Linked DNA regions of Mus musculus: regions 1, 2 and 4 are each linked to region 3. Evidence: chromatin contacts called from public Hi-C and promoter capture Hi-C data. All regions are on one chromosome and are shown on one strand. The core of a region is the stretch at or near the end of the contact, and the rest is flanking DNA. Distances in the headings are between cores, read along the strand shown. Region 1 holds the start of Acyp1 (acylphosphatase 1, erythrocyte (common) type). Region 2 holds the start of Ylpm1 (YLP motif containing 1). Region 3 holds the start of Rnf113a2 (ring finger protein 113A2). Region 4 holds the start of Arel1 (apoptosis resistant E3 ubiquitin protein ligase 1).

Region 1 (2,700 bases), core at 89-2,588, 860 kb before region 3:
TCTGGTTGGATTCTGGAACTTTGGAAGGATACTGTCTCCTCCACAAGCTCTTTCTCAGCCCTTCCCATCAGAATTAATCTCTCTGCTTCTCCCTAACACGTTCTGTTTCTGTTATAATGTTGGGCTGGTTCGTGGTGAGCTCTCAGAGTGAGTGAAATGAATTACCACGTTGCACATGATCTTGTCCGTTCTGTGCATGCACAGCTACGATAAAGAAATCTTTGAGGGCAACGATTATATCATCCGTCTTGTACACCATATGGTGTTCCATCCATTACACTACTCAGTGGGTCTGGAATCTATAGAGAAACTCACTTTAATTGAATTTTAGAGAAATTGCATCAGTCAAACACAATGTTTAGTGTTGTTTTCAAATATCGCCAAGGACACCATTCAGTACTGCTCCTCCTCCTCCCAGCAGGGAGGCTTTCTGACTTTGTTACAGGGGGAACTGGTGTAATGATAGATTTCCATAGCTACCACTGCTAACTATCTCACCTTGCCAAGTCTGCCAGCCTGACATATTACCACATGGGGCCCGGTGTTAGGAAATGATATGATACAGACAAGCAGTCGAAGAAGGGACAATAAACTCCACACACAATTTGCTTCATACACATTCTCGATCCTAAGGGTAGCTGAATTCCAATGCATACAAATCAAATCTCATTTTAGCAGTCCTCATCTAAAAACACCTTAGTAATTCTCTTTCTCTAAAAGCAAATGCATGCAATTTGGTTATTTTGCTCAGATTTATTGATTCTATTGAGATTCCTGAGCCATGAATAACTTGCCTGTGCTTTATTATTTATTTATCAATTTTTTTTTTTTTTTTTTTTTTTTTTTTTTTTTTTTACCTAAGGTAGACTCTGGATAGCAGCTTCCAAAACCCCAGATAGAATGACTTCACCGTGATGTCGTGTGCATTTATTGTCTTTTGCTACCAAGTCCAAATTATGCATGTCCCAGAATTGGAAGAGAACTGAAAGAAGGGAAAAAAAAAAAAAAAGGGCAGGCCAGATTCTATTAGTCACTGACTGTGCTAACAGCCCTAGGCACCCAGTAGGGTGAGTGGACATATTAAGTGTTTTGTCTATGACTTTCTTTACCCACGGGGAAATGACAAGAGGGGTACACTTAGTGGCAGAAGTGTGGTACAGGTTGGTCATTGTATGCAAAACCGGACTCTCCACTTAAAAAAATTAATCCCAGGATCTCTCCAAAACGTGACCCACTTGTCCTGAAGCCCCACCCTTGGGCGGGTTCTTGAACAAGGAGCCACCTCTGATTGGTTAAATCGCGGTGATGGGCGTGCAGGGCAGCGTTGGAGAAGCCGAGCTCTAAACTTCCGGAAGTGGCGGTTAACACGGCTCGGGCGGTTGATCTGAAGGTCTTCGGGGCTGTTCAGCGGCTCCTGGGGAAGCCCCAGAAACTCGAGCTTCCGCCGCTCGGATCATCCAAGTGTCAGTGGAGGGGATTTCGGGCCGCATGGGGATAGGATGGATGGCGGCTTCAGGGCTGCAAGGGCAGCGGGATGAGCAGGCGAAGGCTCCCCGACCAGGGGCTTGCGTTTACATCCACTTACTCCTTGCAGTTCCGGGACCCTGAGGTTCCGGAGAGGCCCCCATGGTATTGGAGGGCGGGTGCAGCCCTTTCTTAGGACGATGTCTCACCTTGCTGTCTCTGACAGGTTTGAGCATGGCAGAAGGGGACACCTTGGTCTCAGTGGATTACGAAATTTTTGGAAAGGTTCAAGGGGTGTTTTTCCGCAAGTACACTCAGGTATGTGGCTTAAGTGTCGGGGCGCATCACTAAGTGATGGACAGGAGGCCTGGTTCTGACCAATGGGAACTGGGAGAGTGGGAAGGGAGCACCTGGACACTCTCCTGACGGAGAATACCGCTAGCGCACCCTGTTGTACTGTCACCAAGCTAAGTCGCCTCTAAAAAGCTGCCATCAAGATAGAGAGGTGGCATTAGGTAGGCCGATCACAGAGTAACTTACATAATCGCCCATCATACCTACAAGTTTATTCCTCCAACTTCCTCTCAACACCTCAGTTTTGTTTTGTTTTGTTTTGTTTTGTTTTTCTTCCCATCATGGGACTCAGGGACATTGGCATGCTAAGCAAGCTGCACTGTACCAGCTAACAGCAAACTTGGCATCCTCTACCCCTGTTTCCCCATCACTAATCTCTCCAGTGCACAAGGGCAATCTCAATTTCCCTTCAGCAGAGTTGCCTTTCTGCTCACTATGGCCATCCTGATGGATGTGACAGAGTGTACCTCCTTGAGGAGTTTCATTGTTTTAGTTCAGGTATAAAGTATTTAAAACACCTCAAGTCATACAAGTCATGTTCTTCAGTCACCATAGAACTAAAGTACAAATAAGTAACAGAAAGAGAACTGTTATTAGCTATAATTCCATTTGGAAGATAATATTCCAAATTATCTGGAGTAGCACGTTTTTGTTAAATCACGGTAGAATATATGTACTGAAAACCTTACTATTTTAACCATTTGAAAACACACAATTCAGCAACCTTAAGTACGTTCATACATCCTTGTCTTATCACCAAGGAACAGTTGAAGAACCAACCCCTCACACATACACTTCCTTCTTTATCTCAAAAGGCTGAAGCTCTACCCACCAGCTCCTGTCTTCCCCTTCACCAGCCCCTGGTGGCCAGGATCCTGCATA
Region 2 (2,700 bases), core at 45-2,544, 580 kb before region 3:
AAAGAAAACTAAGGCATACATTTGAGAAATAAATCTAGTGCCAACCTACTACAACTTCAAGTGCCTAGTCTTATCTTTACTCTTCTTTTGGTAATCTATGGTCAATTTAAAACCTGGCTTTCAGGGCTGACTCTTAGGGGATCTTTGGAGTATGAATGGGCTAGTCGTTGGCTGTTGGAATTACGATAGGCATTAGCTGGTTAAAGCCCAAGACCTGCTCACGTAAAGCCTAAATGAAAGATGTGACACAGTGCTTACCTGTGGAGTCATTGTAGAGGGATCTGGTTCAGGAGCAGCTTGCTTCTGTTCAGCAGTCTTGTTCTTGGCCCCACTCTCCAAAGGCTCTTGCTGGATAGCTGTTTTATTCCCAGAAGGGATGGACGGTGGTGGTGGTAGCTGGGGTTTAGAAGGGCCCTGGGAGGAGCGGGAAGGAGAGGCCTGAGAAGGGGGTAAGTAGGGCTGGGAATGGCTCAAATATGATTGTGAGGAGGACGAGGAAGAATAAGAAGGAGTGGGCGCCAGATAGGACTGGGAAGGTGGAGACTGTGAAGGGGATGGCTGAGCAGGAGGCAGGTAGGGCTGAGCGGAGGAAGGGGGATAGTACGAGGGTGGTGGCTGAGGTGGAGGCATGTACGACTGGGATGGGGGCATGTAGGATCCTGGAGGTACAGGGGGAGATTCAGGAGGGGACTCCAGCTCCATTGGAACCAAACCCGGAGGCCCATCTCGTTGGTGGTGGATCATCTGGTGTTTGTACTGCTGCTGCTTCTGATAACTGAGGGCTGGTCCAGGTGGCGGGGGCATCGGTGGCGGAGGCGGCTGCCAGTCTCCGTAGCCGCCCCCGGGCATCACCGGCGGGGGTGGCAGCGGGGGCGGAGGAAGATGGTGGGGTTGGAGCACGCACTGCATTTGCTTCTGGTGCATCTGCTGCAGCTGCTGGAGCTGCGCCAAGTGTTGCTCTCGGAAGCTCATGAAGCCTGAAGAGGAAGGGGCCGCGGGAGCCGTCGAACTGGAGTACCCGGGCCCCGGCGAGGCCTCGGGAAGCGCCACCGGTGGCGGCGGCGGCGGCACCGGCGGCGGCGGATAGTGGCTGCTCCCGCCATACCGGCCCCAATTCGGATACATATAGGAAACGAAGGCGCGGGGCTCGTCCCGGCGCCGTTACTCGTCGCAACCGACCTCCAGGAGCCGCGGCGGTGACGGCGACAGCCGGAACTCGCGGTGCCTTACAGGCCGCGGAGCGTGTGAACGGAGCGCGCCAGTGCGCCGGCGCTACGGAGCTGGGCCCGCGGTCGGGAAGGCGGGGACCGTGCTGAGGCAACTACGCATGCGCAGTACCATCGAGCGGAGAACAAAGGCCAGATAGAGGGAACCTTGGCGCAGGTACTCGCTGTTGCCGCCTTCCTTCGGGTTCGGAAAATGTAGGCGGTAATAGAATGTTGTCATAGAACCAAGAAAACCATAGAGTCTCACAGCCGAAAGGAGTGATAGAGATCCTAACGCCCTATGGGTTTAGTTTTGAATGGGGGGGTGGGGAGGGGGGAGGAAAGATTCCATTCACAGTAGCAACAAGAACATAAAACAAGTAATAACTCTACTAAGAAAAATCTAGACATTATATGAAGAAAACTGCAGAATCCTACCTGAGAATAAAAATTAAACTTGAACTCACGAAGAGGCTTACCATAGTCCTAAGTAAAAAAGAGGGAGCTTTGTAAAAATGACAGTTCTTCCAAGTTAAACTGATTTAACTCAGTCAACCCACAGCCTGACAGGGGACAATGATAGGAAGAATGAAAAATGGATTCTGGAGAAGGAAAGTGAAAATGGCCCTGATTCTTTCCTACAGGTACTGTAAAAGGAATTGAATTGTTTAGATTGGTTTCCTCCCCACCCACCACCCACCCCACCACCCTTAAAATTTTTTTGCTTTTTCAAGACAGGGTTTTTCTGTATGAACCCCCTGGCTGTCCTGGAACTCGCTTTGTGACCAGGCTGGCCTTGAACTCACAGAGATCTTCCTGCCTCTGCCTTCCAAGTACCATCAAACCCAGGTTTTAACTCGGACGATGTCCCTGTTGGAGAATCCTTAAACCTAAGAAAAGTCAGCCGGGCATGGTGGTGAACGCCTTTAATCCCGCACTCGGGAGGCAGAGGCAGGCAGATTTCTGATTTCGAGGCTAGCCTGGCCTACAAAGTGAGTTCCAGGACAGCCAGTGCTATACAGAGAAACCCTGTCTCGAAAACCCAAAAAAAAAAAAAAAAAAAAAAAAAAAAAAAAACCTAAGAAAAGTCAGAGAAGGGTAACTTAAAAGCTGATTTCCTGAACCCTAGCAGCAAAATATTAAAGACTTCCATTGGTTTGGGTGATTACTGAACATCAGAAGTAGTACACTGAATTCTGGGAAAGGAAGGACAGAAGGAAGGAAAGAAGGAAGGAAGGGGAGAGAAAAACCATGCTTAATTTGAAGACTCTTAACTGTATCAGCATGTCAATTTGAAGATGTGACCTTGCTCTTTTTTCCTAGCAACCAGATCATTACCTGTCTTGGGTAACTATGAGTAGTAGATGCGGGGCTAGGGATTCCTTCTTTCAGTGTCTTATTGAAGCAGCATAGAAATACATAAAATTGCATGTCATAAGTTGTATTAGTTAGGGTTTTTCTGCTGTGAACAGACACCATGACCAAGGCAACTCTT
Region 3 (2,700 bases), core at 34-2,533:
CATATAAAACAAAACTTGGATATTCTTCCTAGAAAACTTAGTATTTCTTCAACTGTGATTGCTTTGGTTTGAGATGACCAAAACAAAAAGTACTTTGAGATTTGACAATTATGGGACATCTAAGTAATGGCAATTAGATCCCATCGGCGTCTTCTGGGGTGCTGGAAGCACCACCCTCTGCTTTTCGATACTTCTCCAGTTTAGCAATCAGTTCTTTCGCAGGATTGAAAACCCCATGGGTCTGTTGCTCACAAACATAGCATCGTGGAGTGGTTCGGAAATGCTGCAGTGCACAGGTCTCACAGAAATAATGTTTACACTTGGTGACAACCGGATTCTGGAAGGTTTGGCGACAGATGAAACATTTGAATGGTATCTCCTCATCATCACTTTCTACTTCATAGTTTTCGTCTTCATACACACCGTAGCGGCCCTCATCGAGTTCACGTTCTATCTGCCATCCGTGCTTGTAATCTGAACGGTCATGGAGGAATTTGCAGCTGTCTCCAAAGCCACAGAAGCCAGTCTCCTTGTAGTCCTTACAAATATCAGGCTGGTAATCCCAGCGCACAGTAGCGCGTAGATGTTCAGGGGCTCGGATGGGGCCCTTTCTTACCATGCCAGAGGAGGCATTGCCCATGGATGTATCCTTGGGCTTCATGTATTTCTGGTAATTATTAATTCCACGATAGATTTTGTCATCCTCCTTGCCTCTCAGCTCCTCCTGGATTTTCTGACTGCGCTCAAAAATGGCCTGTGCGTCTCGTTCTTTCTCAGTGTCCAACTCGTAAACTGCTGTGGCCCCCATATCCTCGGGCCCCACCGGTTTCGCCGAGCGCGTGGACTTGTAGACGACGCCTAGACTCTCATTCCCCGCCTTCTCCTCCTCTTCGCTGCTCAGATCACAGTAGGCCCCTTTCTGTTTACCGCTGCCACTCGTCTTCTGGATCATCGGATTGTGGGCCGCCCGCTTCTTCTCCGGTCGCACAACCGAGCATCCTTCGTCGCTACTGCTTCCGCTTTCCCCAGACTCCGGGTCGCACGCCGGCCGCTTCCGACGGCCAGCACTTCCTTTCCGCCCGGGCTTTTTGAAGAGGAAGGTGCACACCTGATCCTCCGACTTTCCCTGAGAAACTTGTTCTGCCATCTTCGACTCCGGAGCGCCGAAACGGCTGGCAGTAGCTGCGGCGTGAAGGGTGGCGCGGGCTGCTGCGTCACTGCTAAGCAGCGCGGCTACGTCACTGCGGAGCTGCGAGGTGTCAGCCGCGGAGCCCGAGACCGTCACGGCGCATGCGCATGCGCCAGCTAGCCCGCTAAAGGTTTTTTTTTTTTTTTTTTTTTTTTTTTTTTTTAAAGATGAACCTAGATCTCCAATCAAGTATTGCTGTGATTCTTGAATTGCAACGAATACAAAACTCCCGCCTCAAATAATTTAGTCTATTAGGGAGAAGGTAAATCAGGATGTGTTCTGTACCAAATCCCATGGAAAGGTACAAGGAGTCATTAAACAGAACTCTGGGGAAAGACCACGAGGAGAAAGTGCATTAAATGATGTAAGCCTTTAAATGCTAGGAGAAAATTTAATAGATAAAGATCTATCCGCTATTTATTGATAATAAAAGAGATATTCTGAACAAAACAAAAACAACAAAAAACCAAAGGCTGGGAGTGTAGCTTAGTGGTAGATTGATTTCTTAAGCATACCCAAAGGCTCTGGGCTCAAGCACCAAAACAGAAAATAAAGAAGACTTCAAAGTTACATGAATATCCAATTTGGGTAAACTAAAGGGTTAAAAGGCCGTGTATTGGTGTAAGTGTAGTGTTATAAAAGATTATAACTCGATATGGGTAAATTTAACTTACACACTAAACTGTCTAAACAATATGCTGTTTACAGCTGAGAAACATAGAAGATTCTTGAGGGAAGTGAACAGAACATTTTAATTCCAGTGCTTGGGAGGCAGAGGCAAGAGAATCAGGAGCTCAGAGCTAGCCTGGGCTACAGGAGACCCTCCTCAAAATAAAATTAGGATGGGGGCTTGGAGAGATGATTCAGCAATTAAGAGCGTGTATAGGTCTTGCAGAAGACCAGAGTTCAGTTTCCAGTCCCCACATCAGTCAGCTAACAACTGCTTATAGCTCCGGCTCCAGAGGATCCAGTCTCCAGAGGATTCTGGCCTCTGCCTGTACATGAACACACATGTATACCCCACCCCCCAACACCCATGCACATAATTAAAGATAAAATCTTTGAGACAAAAAGAATAAAAACCAAATAAAGATGGGGAGGCTTGTGTCTGTAATCTCAGCACTGTGAGGCTAAGACAGAAGTGGTGTTTCAATTATGAGGCCAGACTGGGCATACGAAAAGAACGCAGCCAGCTGTTATAACAGGAGGGAGTTTCAAGCAACCAAAATGCATAAATATTCCTATTGCAGCTGTGTATACTTAGGGGTATAAGGGTGTGTGGTTTTAAAGTATGCTTGCAATTCTTTGACACTATCTTCAAATGACAGAACCTAATTTCCACCCTTAGAATGTGGACCAGATTTAGAGACTTGGTTCCAAATAATAGTCTATGGGAGAAATGTTGCGGTGCCACTTGCAAGGATAGGGATACAGGTCAGGATAGAATGCGTTCATAGCACACACGAGGGCCCGGGAACGAAAACACACACACACACACACACACACACACT
Region 4 (2,700 bases), core at 166-2,665, 550 kb before region 3:
ACACACGTATAAAATAAAGACTCAACACAAGGAAGTGATCAGTGGGACATTGTTAGATAAAATAAAAACCCACATCAGAAGCTGAGAATAATAATTCTGAAGGTTCTAATGACCACTCTCTTGTTCCGAAAATCTTAAACACGAAGAAGCCCAGTCTTCATTAAATTAACTGTTTACCCAGTCCTTACCGATACAGAGAAACTGGTTGAGTGTTCTTTATTTATTTTTATTTTTTTTTTTTAAAAGATTTATTTATTTATTATATGTAAGTACACTGTAGCTGTCTTCAGACACACCAGAAGAGGGAGTCAGATCTCGTTACGGATGGTTGTGAGCCACCATGTGGTTGCTGGGATTTGAACTCTGGACCTTCGGAAGAGCAGTCAGGTGCTCTTACCCACTGAGCCATCTCACCAGCCCCTTGAGTGTTCTTTATAATGGGAATATCATACTAGCATGTTCGAAGGTTCTGAATTCTTTTTTTGTTTGTTTGTTTGTTTTTTTTTCGAAACAGGGTTTCTCTGTATAGTCCTGGCTGTCCTGGAACTCACTCTGTAGACCAGGCTTCGAACTCAAAAATCCGCCTGCCTCTGCCTCCCGAGTGCTGGGATTAAAGGCGTGTGCCACCACCGCCCGGCAAGGTTCTGAATTCTTACAACTTATAAAATGGGACTATCTTGGACTTTTCCCATCGTCCTTTTTAAACTTGGGTGGCAGGACCTGAAGACAGCCATGGTATGACCTCCTCACCGGCTTTCCCACAACGATACCATGCCCTGCCCCACCGAATGTGTGACTATAATTCCATGCAACACAGACCTAAGACATTATAAGCAAAACAAAAAAACATCAAATGTTTCTACTTAGCCCATCGTGACTTCTGCAGTTTAAGAAACCAGTACATCAGATGTTTCTACTTAGCCCATCGTGACTTCTGTAGTTCTGATCAGTTTAAGAAACCAGTTGGTTCTGACCACTCACAGTCGCTCGTCTCTCAGACTGAGCATTCGCTTCATAGTCGCATATTTCCTTGTTTTCTTTTGCTTCCCCTTGAAACAGAAGTTTTCGAGTTAAAAAGAGCTGAAAACATCTTTTAAAGTTCTCTTCTATTTTTCTTGCCCCTCCCCAAACAGCACTCAGTCCCCCTCCCTACTCCCTTCGAACTAAGGCCAGAATGGAATTAAACAAACAAACAAACAAACAAACAAACAAGGAAGCACCGAGTCTATATCTGGCCAAAGGCTGAGCTCCCGTTTGCTCCCCAAAACTCTCTGACAAAGTTCTCCCACTCCGCTCACCATGTTCACGCCGCACTCCTGTTTCTTCCGGAATCGCTCGCAGCGCGACACTTTACGTCATCCTCACGCTCTTTCCGGCAAAGGCCAACCCGGAGGCGGAAGCTACTTTGGGAAACGTAAAAGCTCCGAGCCGGCTCCTAACGCTGGCGGAGATCGACACTGGAGATTTTTTTGGGGGGCGGGTGGAGGGTAGGATTTGTGCTGGATGAGGCCGCTGCTTCCTCGGACCCCAGAACTAGGACTTGGCCACGTTGCAGCCCCCGTTCGGGTAACGTTTTTCTTCACGCCGCAGCCGGAGGCAGAGCCCAGCCGACCGTAGGCACCAGAATTGCTGAAGGCGAGCGAGAGAAGAGGGGACGAGGGCAGAGGGGTCGGGAATCCTGGGCGTCCCATAGTTTGACAGTACATTCTGGTTTTCCTCTGGCACATCATTTCAGCCTTGGCTCTGTAGTTCAGCCTTGAGGCTCTGGTTATTGATTGGTTTTCCTCGCCGGCTTGGAACTTGTGAGGCTGGGCGTAAGATTCTTCGGAAAGAGAGGAATGTAATAGCGATGGAGGACATCCCCCCCCAATGTTCTCCCTCCGTCTCTGTCTGTCTGCATCTCTCTCTCTCTCTCTCTCTCTCTTCCCGTGTGTGTGTACGAGCACGAGCGTGCAGGTGCATCAGAGCAGAAATTCAGAGCAGAAGCCAGAGGAAGCTGCTTGTCTTTATCTTCCACTTTTTAGAAAACAGTCTGTCTTACCCAACCTGGAAACACCTCCACCTCCGGTTTTTGCTAGATTGACTGACCAAAAAGCCCCAGAGATACTCCCATCCCTGCCCTCCGGTGCTGGAGTGGACAAGCCCACTACTCCCCGGCTTGTTTTCTAACCAGATCCTGGGCAAACCAAACTCAGGGCTTCTTGCTTGGTCAGCAGGTATTTTACTCATTGAGCCAATTATCCCAGTCGCAGTGGCCTTTTTTAGACGATCACAAGAAAAACAGGTGCAGAAGCTTATATGTGCAACTACTTAGCAAGCCTGGAATGTGATGGGGAACAGTGCTCTTCGTTGTGAAGCCTGGTGTGCAGTCCTTAATGGGAGAGGGAGAATATGTGGGAATGAGAAAGCGAAACTGGGCAGTGTTTGGTTTTGTTTTCCGTTTGCTTGTTTGTCTTTGCTTTTAGGATGTATTCTAGTTGTTCTTAGCCATCCGGAGAGAGGTTTCTTTTACCCCTTGAGAGTCTGTGGAAGGCCAGGGACAGCTTTCCTGGAAGTGGATGTGCAGTTTATGAGACTTGTAGGCTATGTGAACTTCATCTTAGTTGACTCTTTTGATACCTTTGTTTTACCGATGTTGAAGCTGTGCCCTAGACGCTCAGAGGTCAGTTTGGTTCGCTTGTGATTTTCTTACTGCATGAC

Evidence for each region. Hi-C and Micro-C count contacts between places; a contact is called where the count stands out from the background. Capture Hi-C pulls out chosen DNA fragments and counts their contacts.
Region 1: a contact with region 3 is called in a Hi-C map of CD8 T cells, with 7 times the contacts expected there. The contact joins the promoter of Acyp1 here to the promoter of Rnf113a2 in region 3. A contact is called at or near these places in 1 of 39 promoter capture datasets (erythroid cells) and 1 of 484 Hi-C or Micro-C datasets (CD8 T cells).
Region 2: a contact with region 3 is called in a promoter capture Hi-C map of liver, with 2.5 times the contacts expected there. The contact joins the promoter of Ylpm1 here to the promoter of Rnf113a2 in region 3. A contact is called at or near these places in 4 of 39 promoter capture datasets (hippocampal neurons, neutrophils, pre-B cells and 1 more) and 1 of 9 other capture datasets (liver).
Region 4: a promoter capture Hi-C map of adipose tissue shows a contact between it and region 3. The contact joins the promoter of Arel1 here to the promoter of Rnf113a2 in region 3. A contact is called at or near these places in 1 of 39 promoter capture datasets (hippocampal neurons), 3 of 115 datasets of contacts at active chromatin or transcription factors (bone marrow-derived macrophages, embryonic stem cells and memory CD8 T cells) and 3 of 9 other capture datasets (adipose tissue, liver and macrophages).

The regions. Positions count from the first base shown.
Region 1 is chr12:85,279,073-85,281,772 of GRCm38.p6, reverse strand. It overlaps Acyp1 (acylphosphatase 1, erythrocyte (common) type), which reads left to right and starts at 1,338. Exons shown (of 3, transcript NM_025421.3): 1 at 1,338-1,463; 2 at 1,691-1,782. The coding sequence starts at 1,699. It also overlaps a transcript of Zc2hc1c not described here.
Region 2 is chr12:84,994,915-84,997,614 of GRCm38.p6, reverse strand. Ylpm1 (YLP motif containing 1) reads right to left here and starts at 1,294. Exons shown (of 21, transcript NM_178363.4): 1 at 259-1,294. The coding sequence starts at 1,125.
Region 3 is chr12:84,415,783-84,418,482 of GRCm38.p6, reverse strand. Rnf113a2 (ring finger protein 113A2) reads right to left here and starts at 1,283. Exons shown (of 1, transcript NM_025525.2): 1 at 1-1,283. The coding sequence starts at 1,147. The coding sequence ends at 134. The region is part of intron 4 of Bbof1 (basal body orientation factor 1); the gene reads right to left.
Region 4 is chr12:84,969,564-84,972,263 of GRCm38.p6, reverse strand. Arel1 (apoptosis resistant E3 ubiquitin protein ligase 1) reads left to right here and starts at 1,415. Exons shown (of 20, transcript NM_178065.5): 1 at 1,415-1,635. It overlaps Fcf1 (FCF1 rRNA processing protein), which reads right to left and starts at 1,334. Exons shown (of 8, transcript NM_028632.2): 1 at 1,299-1,334; 2 at 982-1,049. The coding sequence starts at 1,301.